2 separate regions of the Mus musculus genome follow, and region 1 is linked to region 2. The links are chromatin contacts, called in public Micro-C maps. All regions are on one chromosome and are shown on one strand. The core of a region is the stretch at or near the end of the contact, and the rest is flanking DNA. Distances in the headings are between cores, read along the strand shown. Region 1 has its middle 170 kb from the start of Gm31592. Region 2 has its middle 130 kb from the start of Gm40736.

Evidence for each region. Hi-C and Micro-C count contacts between places; a contact is called where the count stands out from the background.
Region 1: a Micro-C map of the AtT-20 cell line shows a contact between it and region 2, with 3 times the contacts expected there. The contact joins two enhancer-like sites. A contact is called at or near these places in 6 of 484 Hi-C or Micro-C datasets (the AtT-20 cell line, cerebellar granule neurons, cerebellum and 1 more) and 1 of 115 datasets of contacts at active chromatin or transcription factors (embryonic forebrain).

What each region holds. Positions count from the first base shown.
Region 1 is chr10:91,717,422-91,723,769 of GRCm38.p6, reverse strand. No RefSeq gene overlaps it. Among named protein-coding and RNA genes, the nearest start is that of Gm31592, 170 kb to the left of the region's middle. Within about 2 kb of position 3,624, at least 36 of the 459 cell types and tissues checked have an H3K27ac peak or open chromatin away from gene starts, as enhancers often do. A contact at or near this core is called in the AtT-20 cell line, where this site is marked.
Region 2 is chr10:91,540,699-91,547,611 of GRCm38.p6, reverse strand. No RefSeq gene overlaps it. Among named protein-coding and RNA genes, the nearest start is that of Gm40736, 130 kb to the right of the region's middle. Within about 2 kb of position 1,276, at least 3 of the 459 cell types and tissues checked have an H3K27ac peak or open chromatin away from gene starts, as enhancers often do. A contact at or near this core is called in the AtT-20 cell line, where this site is marked.

The sequences.
Region 1 (6,348 bases), core at 2,375-4,874, 170 kb before region 2:
CCAATTTAGAAGAGAGGTCATTTAATTTGATTAGACAGGAGTGAGAATCATAAAAATTTTATAAAATTCTCACTTTATTAAGCTTTGATGATAATTTTTAAGTATTTACTTTCTTTTAAAAAAAAACATAGTTAATTTATCCTTCTTTGCTTCCTGGTCTTTGTCACTTTGGGGTGCCTGGGTAAGTATATGAGATAGCTTGATTCAATCAATTGAAATTAATGTGCAGACTTACTGTTCTCTGAGAGAGAGACAGAGAGACAGAGAGACAGAGACAGAGAGACAGAGAGATGAAGCCACAGGAAGTAAACTGTAAGCACTAAAGTATTAAATCTGACCAAGTGTTTGTTTCACAGGCCTAGGCTGCTGAAAACCTGTAAGTGATGAGCCATCTAGCTGCTGAGATGGCGTGATTGACAGCTGTATAGACCAGCATGTACTTAACACTCAGCAGCCCAGACTTCCCCAAAGGATTAGCTGCTGAGAACAATAGGCTAAGAACTAACCACTAACAATCCAAGTTATTTCACGAGGTATGCACATCCCACCACATCTCAGTTAATCCTCTGGGTTTGCTTGAGATATTCCTAATGTTAAACCTGTGATGCTCAGTGGCCAGCACACAGTAGGAAGACATTAATTGACATTGTTTGAGTGGGAATCCTACTTGGGCTCCTAACCTACACCCTGCCTTTGTGACCTAAATGCTTGCCACTGGAGCAGGGATGGCTGTGCTTTCAATAATTCACATGGAATTCTGCCTGTCAAGCTAAGCATTGCAAGCAAAATGACAAGACCTGATATAAAGAGCCTTTTTTTTTCTAACAATTTACACTTGCACATTGTCAAGAAGGAAAAATGAGAAAAACAAAAAACAAAAACAACCCAACATTGGGTTCTATCATGATCTTTGAACCTAAGAGCAAACCCCACAGCATGTCAGTGTATTGAAGGAACAAGACAGCTAACTCAGGGACAGCAAACTCCTGAGCAGTGTTGGTTCTATCTGCGTGGACCCACTTCTATGTGGATATTTTCATTACACCACTTAAGCATTAAGCTGCATATCCTAAAAATAGTAAGACAACAAGAAGAGGAACGTGCAAGTTGTGGCTTTTCACTATGTACCTAGCAGTTAATTATATAATCACTACAAAAGCTCTTTAGGCAAATCTACTACTAAAAATTAAAGTGTACCAGTACCGTTGAAAATAACACAGATCACACATGTGAACAAGCATAGTTGAGAGAAATATAAACAAAAGTAAAGCTGTGGTATTGGATCAGAGCCTTAAGGTACTGTCCTTCAGTCATAATTGTGAAGCCAGCCCCTTTGGCCAAGTGTAATATCTGGCCTCTGACACTGATCATATCTATTGAGTCCTCAATTATAAATTATAGATGAGGGTGAAAAGATATGAGGGTCCCCTCTAGTTTTCATAGCTTGTAACACACAAAAGATGTACTGTGCATTTGTGTCAGTAAGACTTCTGATCATGAGCAGCTAAGTTTATAGGGAATCAAAGCTATGCTCAGATTTTCAACTGAGCTGGATAGGAGGGTCACTGTGCCTGCTATCGTTATCCCATCACAGGGAAAATGTTTAGTTAGTTAGTTAGTCTTTAGGATCTATTTATTTTATGTATGTAAGGACACTGTCTCTCTTCAAACACAACAGAAGAGGGCATCAGATCCCATTAACAGATAGTTGTGAGCCACCATGTGGTGGCTGGGAATTGAACAGTCACTGCTCTTAACCGCTGAGCCATCTTTCCAGCTCCATTGGAAACTTTAAAAACAAGAAATAGGCTAGAGAGGTAGCTCATTCATAAATACCTCTGATACAACACACACACACACACACACACACACACACACACACACACCACAACCAAGATGGATCTCTAGAACCCATGTTTAAAAAGCCAAGGTGTTGATTTATACTTGTAATATTGTAGCTAGTGAGGTGGAAAGACCCACAGATCCATGGGCTTGCTGACCAGCCAGTCTAGCCTTGATGGAGCTGCAGTTTCAATGAGAGATCCAACCTCAAAAATAAAGGTGGGTGACTCCTGGGGAACTACAGCTAAGCTTGACCTCTGACCTCCACAGGAATGTGCACATGTGTACACCACACACACACACACACACACACACACACACACCACTCCAGAAAAAGAGCTGTTCTTGCACACTCTAAAGTAGATTATAGGAACTCCTAAATCAGACTCTTGCCTAAAGTCAAGGCATCACAAGGACTTGTTTCCTTCTGTAGGCTCAGAGGAGGGAAGCCATTTCTTTGCCTTTTCAGCTCCCAGTGGCTTTGCACCCATCCATCTCCAGATGACATCACCGGCTCTGCTGCCTTTTTCATGTTGCCGTGTTCTCTGAGAAGGGTCCTTGTGATGGCAGTGATGTCTGAAGATATTCCAGCATAATCTCTCTCTCTCAAAAACCTTGACACCTTCAAGCTGTGGGGTCTCTTCTCCTCTGTCAGGAATCTTACATAGATTTGCAAGTACCAGTGATTAGCACTTGGACCCCTTGGAAAGACATTCCCGTGCCTCTACAACGACTTAGCCCCAATTTTGGTTGACAGGAGAGTCAGAGCTAAGCGATTGGACTGAATGTTGCATCAACAACGTGGCTGTTTTCATATAAATAAGGCATGCTTCCTTGGTACTTCCTGCCAGACATACTCCACCGATTTTTCCCCCACAGGGTAAGGTAGCATGCCTGAGAATTTTCTTAACAATACAGATTGCTCGCTACCTGTCACCATGGAATTCATTTCATCGCTTAGACCACAGCTTTTAGCACATTAGGGGTCCACAGTGCCCAGGGATTAGTAATTTACCATCTTTTGCTATGAGGATGCTCTCTGGGTCCCCTAGTGATCTGAGTCTATGAATTTAACCCTGGTTTTGCTTAAAAATCTCTGAGGGAACTTACTGACTTTGATAATCATAAAAATGTCCCCGCATCATTGCTTTCTCCTGACTGGCTTTATTTCCTTTTTCAAGTTCAAGCAACACAAAGTACACTTAGCTCCTGGATTTTATATCTTGTGACGTGTACACATCAGACTTCATTGTTGCCAGTAGGCGGGTGAAAATTGGGAACCAGGGGATCAGTTCCCCTGGTTCCTGATATCATCAAAGACCAGCGTTCTATGTTATATTTCCTGTATTAGGGGTAGTGTTGCCAGCTGGGAACAGATTGCATTCCACCCATGCGATAAAGGCCAGTGAGTCCCAGTCTTGTGCCCCATAAGAGCATTCACAGGCAAAGATTTTTCCCTGCTTAATTAGAATTTGTCTCGGTGAGCTCATTAGGCCTTGAGAGCTCAGGGATGCTCCTACATGGCGCACACTTTTCTTTCTCTCCTTCTTCTTATAGTTTGGCACAGCCTTGTCAACAGGTGTGATCAACACTAAGGAAGCATGCAGTGCCAACACCCCTGTTCTGGTCCAGGATGAGAACCCACCACTGAAAAGATGGCATTCACAGCCGCAGGCAGACTGCCATGAAATCGTTGTTCCTTGGCACTGGTGCCCATGGAGAGTGTCTAGGCAACTTTTGATTGGGCACCATGCCCTCCAAGCAGATGGGCATGAATGTAGGCAGGCAAGAGACCATTTATTTATATCAACTGTATTTGCTGAGGGCAGGGTTCCCAGCTGGGAACATCAAAACAGCTCTTTGTCCTGGCTGTCTGAATCTCTGATGGAGGTGATGCAGCCTTGCAAATTCAGCTAGATTAATTTTGAAAAGTAAAAACAATGTTTCTATGGACACCGGGGGACATTTTTGGCTCCCATCAATGGTTCAGAGCACAGAGCAGGCTGGGCCCAAGTCATTTAATAAAATCTCCAATCCCTGTTTGGATTTGGTGGGAAGGAGCCAAGACAGCTTTCCAAACCAGGCCAAATTTACGTGAACAGAGTTAGCCCCACATGGAAGGCAGCTTTGTGAGTCCTTTTACACACAATGATGAGTGGCTCCCAAAGAAAATGAAGCTGAAGTCACCCAGACCGGAGCGCTAGGGAAGCATAATGACCGAGCCTACTTTCCACTGCACTGGCTTTGTAGGCTGCCATTAACCTTTATGTCGTCCCTCCTGTAAATGAGGCACTGGATCAAGTGTGAGCTGAGAACACCAGACAGACAAGGAGGTTGACTCCAAAGGGAGCTTGAATCGGCTTCATGGATAAGCGTATACATTCCATATAAGAATTTTGCCAGCATTCTAGACATCTGAGTGGGTATAGTTTTGTTTTGTTTTGATTTTTTTTTTACCAAGGAAGATAACCTAAATATTAATATTGCCAAAGAAGAGTATATCATTTCCTTGTAGAGCATTTGGCACTTGTACTGGGCACTTTGCATGTGATCTTTTGATCATATTTTACAGTAGTTCCAGGGAAACGGTTGCTATTCAGATCCCAGTACAGGTGAATAAACTAAAACATAGAGTGGTGTGTTAATTGAATTTTTGCTATAAAAACACCTAAGAGCAGCTAACTTTATTTATTAGGCTTACTAGACATAATCTACCCCATGACCTATCTTTTCTATGAGTCTCATTCACTGATGGCCATTGGATTCAACATTCTATTCTACAGATAGTTGTAAGGCCGTGTTTACTGCCACTCTGTTTACAAGGACTAGGGGATGGTAACAACCTCAATGTCCTTCAACTGACAAATGAATAATAAAAATGAGGTAAATATGCACCACCGGACACAAGTCAGCTACAAAGAAGTATAAAGTTGTGAAGTTTGCAGGTAAGCGCATGGAGCTAGAAAATATATTGAGTGAGGTAGACCCAGAGAGGCAAACACTGAGTATCCTCTCTTATCTGTGGTTCCAAATCTTCAGATCAGACAGAAACAATCAAAGAAAACCATGATTTGTCAAAAGACAGAGAACAATTAATCTGGGGAGCCTGAGTCCCAGTGAGTTTATCTACATACAACTCCTGTACCTAAGGCTTAGGAAAAAAATCACAGAAGAGCTGAGGACAGAAAAACTGTAAAAACCAGAGGACCAGGGAGTCTGCTATGAGGCTGTGCCTTCTTAAAGTCAAGGGGAGGTACACCCACAATATCACAATAATATGGCTTCCTAACAATAACCTAACCTTGACAATAACAATAGACATTTAAGTGTGGAAGGAGGAAATATCAAGGACCCCCCCCAAAAAAAAACAACCCTAAAGATAACTAATGAGCACTGAGAGAGGGAGAATTTCTATTTCCCAGAGGTGAGCCCCCTAAATGATTAGACAATACCAAATGATGAGTCTTGAGATCATATGCATACAAGAGCACAAACTCCTGAGGTTGTATTTGCATAGATACCTTTATGTATGTGTATGTATGTGTGTATGTGTATGCTGTGCATATGTAACTAATAATCAAAGAAAACTGAACTGGAGAGATAATGGAGGGTCAGGAGAGGTTGGATAGAGGAAAGAAAAATGGAAATGATGTAATTACATTCTAATTAATAATTATTGAGGAAAACAGAAAGTATACAATGTTGTTGGCTTACGGTAGGATGGCATGAACACTGGCTAAGCCTACAGAAGGATCTATGTCTGCATCATATCCTGGTGGAAATTTGTGCATAAAGACATCACATGGCAAGGCAAGAAGCCAGAGAGGCTGGGTGACCCATGATTTCTTCTAATAGCAGACTCCTACCACCCTCAGAATGCCCCCTTTAAAAGCTTAGCGACTCCCACTGTAATACTGAACACTAAATGTCTGACCCAGGAACCTCCAGGAGGACAGCCAATATTTGAACCATCACAAGAGACTTACACAGTATCGTACATCTGGCAGCTGGCATAACAGAGTTACTCAAAAGTGCTCAAAGCAAAGTCCACTGACCTATCCCATGTCCTCTGGAAACACTAGAAGACACTCATCTTTTAATGTTCACTTTTCCTGACTTGAGAGTATTTTATGGAATGGCAATTTATATCAAAGCTTGTCAAGTCTTAATGTGCCTAAAAATCATTTGGGAGTGGGCTTCCTGAAGGCTTATCCTGAGACAGTGGATGTGAGAGAGGTCCTGAAGTTCCCATATCTCTAGTAAGCCCATGATGACCACTAACTACTCAGCCCCAATGAAGGTAGCCTTCCACCTTCTAGCACTGGGTCTCATCCTCAGCTACATATTAAAATGGCGTGGAGAGTTTTAAAAAATACTCCAGTGTGTACATGGTAACGCAGATATTCTTATTTGATTATTTCTCTAGCACTGGGTTAGGCCATCATCTGCATTTTGTCATTTATTTCAGATGGGAATTTTAAAAGATGTCCTTGGTTACATTGCATG
Region 2 (6,913 bases), core at 27-2,526:
TTCTTATTCAAATCACCACAGAGAGGGAAGAGGAAAATTACCCACTCTCTTATCAATTGAATGGACTTTCAACAGGTTTCCTGGATGTTACTCATCCCCTCCTTTCTGCTTGGTGCTGAGGTTTCTTTAAACTGGCTTCCTCACCCATCCCCTTCCACCCTCTAGTATCTTTCTGTGGCTTTGGAGATGAAAACTGAAGTGCCCTGTCATGGCTTCCAGTGTGGGGGTGGCGGGGGGTGGGGGGGGGGGTTGCTGTGTGGTCTCTCCTGCTTTTGTCAGTCTTCCCAGCTCATTTCAGATCTCTCCCTCTCAGTCACCAAGCTCCATCCCAGGTGTTCCCTTCCACTCCCCACGATGTGCCAACTGCAGGGCCTTCACACCTGTCCTCCCATCTGTCTGGAAAGATCTGTTCCCTCTGCTTTCGCTAAACACTCCTCATCCCACAGGTTTCGGCTTAAATGTTATTTCTGGGAGAGGTTTTCCTCAGACCGTCCCCCATTTCAATTAGATGCAACTTTCGTGGTCTTAATCACTCCCTGAACTTCCCCTCACAGCACCGAGCACAATTTATAGGCATATATTTGCTTATGTCTATTTTTTTTTTTTTTTGGTAACATCTGCTCTCCACCTGTCTGGAAACTTGACAATGATAGACATCTTGCTGAGCCTTCTCACGGGGGCACCTGATGCATACAGTGCCATACCTGGCATACCCAGTACCTGTTAAAGAACTGTATAGGGAATGCAGTGGTCTGATTGGGCAGAACTACATTTTTTTTTCCAAAGTTCAGCCAGCCTCCCTTCTGCCCCTTCACTTAGCGAGCCAGAAATAAGCATCTTTGAATAAAGTCTGCTCCACGGTAAATACATTTGCAAACCTGTATTGCTAAATTGAGTTTCCGAGATGCATTTCCCACCCCTACTTCTGCGTTTAGGACAAAAAGTTCATTGTGTCCTTCAGAGAATAACAATTGCTGGAAAAGGTGGGGGGGGGAGCAAAAACCAGGAGCTGCCAGTTACCTTTTCATGACATGTGGCAAAGCTTTTTCATTTCCAGTCAACAATGTAGCGTGTCCTTATTTTGTGTGTGTGACTATGATGCTGTCATGCTTTGTAATGTTCGTCTAATAACACAGGGATATCACGGTACATTTATATTACTCACAAAAGACCAGACCATTCTCTCCGGATGTGAGGCACGGTGTTCGGAGAAGGCCTTTTAAGTAGGTTTTGGTTTTGACACAGGAAAGGCTACCAGTATAACACAGTCAAGGACACGTTCATGGTTGTAACCATGGCCCCTCCTTGTGGCAGAACACACGCAATGACTCCAAATCTACTTCCTAATTCCTAGTGCCTTCACAAGCAAACCAACTCAAAGGCACAATATGCGGGCGATCTTTGTCTGATATTTCAGCTGTGGCTTTGACACATCTCTCATTGGTTCCTTAGCACATCACCCAAAGCATTTTTTTTCTTAGTGGGGCAGCCCTCAAGTCTTTAATTCTGGCTTGTTATTTCCCTTCTTACTGAGCTAAGTGTGTTATTAATAACAGCAACAAAAAAATTAAGTATGGTGTGCACACTAATCTAAAATTTTGAGTTGGCAATTAGTTGGAGCGAAATGCAATTAGATGTTTTCCTTCAAGTCCTAATTTACATGCTGGAAAACATGGGCAGCCTTTGCGAGTAATTGCAAAAATAAGCCCAGCTTTCTGTGTTTGTGTACAAACCCAAAGCTTCCCCCAGCACACCTGCCTTTGCCTAAATAGAATAGAATCCCAGGGGTCTTTTTGCTTTATGATCACTTGGATATACAGCAGAGAAGGAACTTATCAGCCTGTGGGTGAAAATGTGTTTTCTCTTGGCTGCAGAAGCTTCGCATTAATTGGCATTGACATTACCCGTGGAGAGCCGGGTGTATAAACTAAACCTGACAGTGTCTCTGGGTAGCCCCATGAGGTGAATTAAGGCTCTTCAGAGTTCCAGCACCCCTTTTTTGTGCACTCAGAGTAATAGCTAATGCAATCCAATCCATTAAGCACTTCATGAGCATCTATCCTATGCAACCCTGCTAGGAGCCCTGGAGGTTACAAATGGAGTGAGATACTGTTGACATCTTCAAGAGGTTACAGACTAGTAGAGGAGATAAGGGTATACCACAAACACCACCATGAGATAGGTCTCCCTAGAGACAGAGCACACCAAGGCTCAGCTGTAAAACTTCCTCCACCATGGCTCCTCGAAGAGGATGAGAAGTAGGTGAGATTCTGGCCACCACAAGCAAACCCCAATGGAGAATCAAGTTTCAACTCAGAGTTCCACCAAGCAGCAGCTCATGTGATCTCGCAACAAAGAGAAGGAATCTCCTACCTCTGCAGAAGAAGGGAAAGTGGAAGGATCTGGGATGAAATAAAAGGCCAAAGACTTGGTGATTTCAGCAAATAGCATGAAGACCTCTGGAAAGAGAAAGCAACACCTTAAGATGTGTGGAAGATCAGTACTATCCAGTACGTGCAGGGGGGTGGGGGGGAGCCACATGCTAGTGCAACTTGCATAATACAAAGAAGAAAGAAAAAAAAAAAACAATAGCCCAGAATACAAATGGTGACCACACTGCTATACAGTTATCACAATTATCACAGTTACTGCTTAATGAAGGGACAGGGGTGTGCAACAGCAGACTACCTATGTTTAATTGGTAGTTCTTAATTATAAATAATTTTACATGATGACCCCACATTGTCTCAAAGATAAGTTTAGATGGCTAATAGTCTTATTATCTTCATAATGCCTCAGTAAAAGAACTCATTTTAGATATTATGTACACACGTACCTAAGCTAAAGAGACCCCCCAACTGATGGTGGCGATCAAGACAGCTTATAAAATATTGTGCATAGGCCAGTTCACCAAGTGCAGTTCGGTGCCTGAGACTTGGTTACATGCCTGAGGTTGCTGTATATTACAGAAGTGCAGTGTTGCTAAGTGTTCAAGTCAAGACTCAAAGCAAAGAAGCAGCTGCAGCTAGAGAAATCATGGAGAGCCTGTTGAAAGGGAGCCCTCCTTGAAAGATGGATGAGAGAGATGAAGAGAGGGATGCCTATCTCTGGAATAGGATGCCCCAGTGCTGGGGAAGTAGCAGAGTACCTGGCTGCTCACTTTGTAGAGCGAACACAGAGTGAGCTTTGCCCTTGCCCTTTCTACATATGGGCAACACTCAAGAAATGAAAACTAGCAGCATATCTTCTCCCTGTGACAGAGAGCCAACTTTATGCTAGGTAGACACTGCACCTGCATGGGGTTATGGGCTATGGGTATGGGTTATGGGTTATGGGTTATGGGTATGGGTTATGGGTTATGGGCTATGGGTATGGGTTATGGGTTATGGGCTATGGGTTATGGGTTATGGGTTATGGGTTATAGGTTATGGGTTATGGGTTATAGGTTATGGGCTATGGGTATGGGTTATGGGTTATGGGTATGGGTATGGGCTATGGGCTATGGGCTATGGGTTATGGGTTATGGGTTATGGGTTATGGGCTATGGGCTATGGGCTATGGGTTATGGGTTATGGGATATAGGTTATAGGTTATGGGAGGACCTGATAGAGAATGAGTCACCATTTTTTTTTAATCTTTGCATCCCTTCAGCTTACCTTAAAACTCTCTAAGAGGAGAAAAATGTCACATTTTTGCAACCAGTGTTTGTGAAGAGGCCACAAAATGACTCCGTTGCTCACATAAGTGACATCCCTGTCTGCAAGTCCATGTCTATCCAGTCTGTCTTAAGATGGAACTAGAGCTATCATGGGGTGTCAGATTCGACCAGGGACAAAGTCTGAGTCCAGCTTTGAGTTAGGAGGCAGAGAGGGAGAGTTCCAGAAGGCTGATAGTGAGCAGCTTTATGTTTCTATAGGAAACAGTTCAGGGGCAGAGATGGCCTCACAATGCCTGAAGGAGAGAGAGGTGGGTTCAGTTGTACCCAGTAGGCACAGACCTTCCCATCGTACCCACAACCAGAGCATGGAGACTCCTCAAGATTGTTGTCTTCCCAGGTTTCAATGGGAACTTTCTCATTTTACATGAGAAAGAAAGCTAGGTACTCCTGAGCAATTAAGCTATTTTCATTTAAAAAAAAAAAGTAAGAATTATCAGAATCAACATGAGGCCACTTTTATCAAACATTAACCAAAATAAATAAAGCCTGTAGGTTATGATGGGGTGGACCTTCTCCTTTAAGTCTGATTGTGAGAACTATTCTCAGGAGGCTGCCAGGACCACATCCTTAAACAAAGGCTACCACCACAACCTTACAAACTCTCTCTCTCTCTCTCTTTCTCTCTCTCTCTCTCTCTCTCTCTCTCACACACACACACATATAAACACACATACACACACTCACATACATACATACATACATACATACATACATACTCACAAACATACGCACACATATACAAATACACATACACACACTCACACACACACACACACACACATACACACACACACATACACACACCCCTTACCATCAACACCTCTGTAAGGACATCTGTCTAGAACCTTTCCATTTTAAACTGAGACCACACATGTTATTAATCTCCACAGCCAAGAATTACTTTTCCGAGATACCCTGTGTCATCCTCCTCATCTTGCCTATAAATGCTTCCCTGAACTTCACGTTGCAGTCACAGTTTACCATGACCTCATATGCCCACTGTCATGCTCCGCTATTCCTAAATAAGTGATCTCACTTATTGTTACTGGGGTTGTCAGAAGGCAATGCCTGCTGAGGTGTGGAGGAGGGAAGGGAGAGCTGCACCAGGAGAAGTAAAGGGACTGAAGGACCCCTGCCTAGTGCCATCACAGGAAGGACTTCTCTGATCAAGAGTAGCCTGACCAAAAGTGGGGAGGGGTGTGGGGGGAGGTTGCTTTTTCTGGCACATGGAATATAGGTTGGTTAGAGAGAGAGAGAGAGAGAGAGAGAGAGAGAGAGAGAGCTACTCTTCTAAAGGGAGCATCAGTAAATGGAAAGGGGCGTAGGGGGCTGTCAACTGCAGTCCCACACTCTGCAGGAGACTAGAGGAGGGATCACGGATGATTAGGAATGTTTTGAGCTAACTGACTCTCCCAGGTAAGGTTAGGCTTAGCAGGAAGACCCCTGCCAGACTATCTCTGCAGCTTTGATCTTCGCTCAGTAAGCAGCTGGCCTCCTGACCCTTTATCAAAAGCATCTGTGAATGGATGAAAAGATAAAATGGAAGACGGTGCTTAAGAAGTGTCTGGGTGTCCGCCGGCTAATTGCATTAAGCCTCCCGGATCTGTCTGTGCATTGTGAGGGGAGGGGCCTCTTTTGCTTTGTATATGAGCCTCCTGGACGCGGACCAGAGGCTGAAGAACTCCTCCCCCTCTTCATCAGTGGTCTGGAGATTCACTTACTTCCAGATAGCAACTGTATTGTTACACTATGGCTCTCTGGATGTCCTAATAGGGTGCTTTCCTGGTTTGTTTTAAATTAATTCAAATCAAGAGTCAGGTAAGAGATGGCAGGAACCTGAAGCAGTGATGTGATTCTTAAAAAAAAATTTTTAAGACAACTCCAAAGGGGGGAAAAATGGAGAAGTTTTAAAATCCACAGGGCTCAATTATTCGTAGCATCTGGATGGGGACTTGGATCTGTAAATCTAGTGGCTTATGGCAGAAAGTAGCACGCAGGGTTCAAGGTGCTTCAAAGCCATCCCATTTGTAAAGACGAAGGCCAAGTTCTGCTAGGGGATGAACTATCAAGTCTCAATGACTTACACTGAGATTCGTCACTCCTGTTGGAGCACTTGTGCAGTTTGGGTTGCTTTCCCAGGAAACCGCTGCCTTTCAGTCTTTTTCTAGGAATCCTGGTGCTCCCTGTATTGTGAATCTGCCATCTTAAGAGAGGTGTGTAGAATTGCATCCTACTCACACTCAAATTAGTCAGTTTGATCCCAAACTAAATGTGGAACTGTCTAGAGCAATGGTTTCCCACCCATGGGTCATGACCCTTTCTTTGGGGGTTACATATCAGATATCCTGCATGTTAGATATTTACATTATGATTCATAACAGTAGTAACATTACACTTATGAAGTAGCAGCAAAAATAATTTTATGGTTTGGGGTCATCACAACATGAAGGACTGTATTAAAGGGCTACAACATTAGGAAAGTTTAGAACTTTCCGCTCTAGAGAATACTGTCTTCTTGTGTGTCCAAAATGAAAAAAGCATGGCATTGACCAAAAAGATGGTAAATGATACGAAGAGAAGAGGACTCTACAGATAGGGAAGCTAATGTCTCAGCATTCAAGAAGAAACATTGAGAAAAACCAGTGCAGAAATTCACAGGGGTGGGGTTTAGAGATGGCTCAGCAGTTAAGAGCCCCGACTGCTCATCCAAAGGTCCTGAGTTCAATTCCCAGCAACTACATGGTGGCTCAAAACCATGTGTAATGGGACCCGATGCCCTCTTCTGGTGCATCTGAAGGCAGTGTGCACATGCATATACATAAAATAAATAAATCTTTTTTAAAAAAGAAAAGAATGAAATTCAAAGGGACAAAGAGGGGAACCAAGGTACAGAATAAAGGGATTGTCTCTTAAGAACTAAGAGATGGAGCCAGTGAGAGAGTCTAAGTAGGAAGTCTCCATCAAGTCCCTCCAGGAACCCCATGCAAGAAGGAAGAAAAGACTGTAGGAGTCAGAGGGGATGAAGGACACTGGGAGAACATGGCCCGTCCACCAAATCAACAGAGCTCTTGGGTGCTCACAGAGACTTCAAGAATACACAGATGAACCTTCCGAGGACATGACGTTACAGGCTTCTGTTTGTTGTTTCACTAAACACATGAATTTCTTACAGAGCATTTTCAAGAGCCCAGAAGC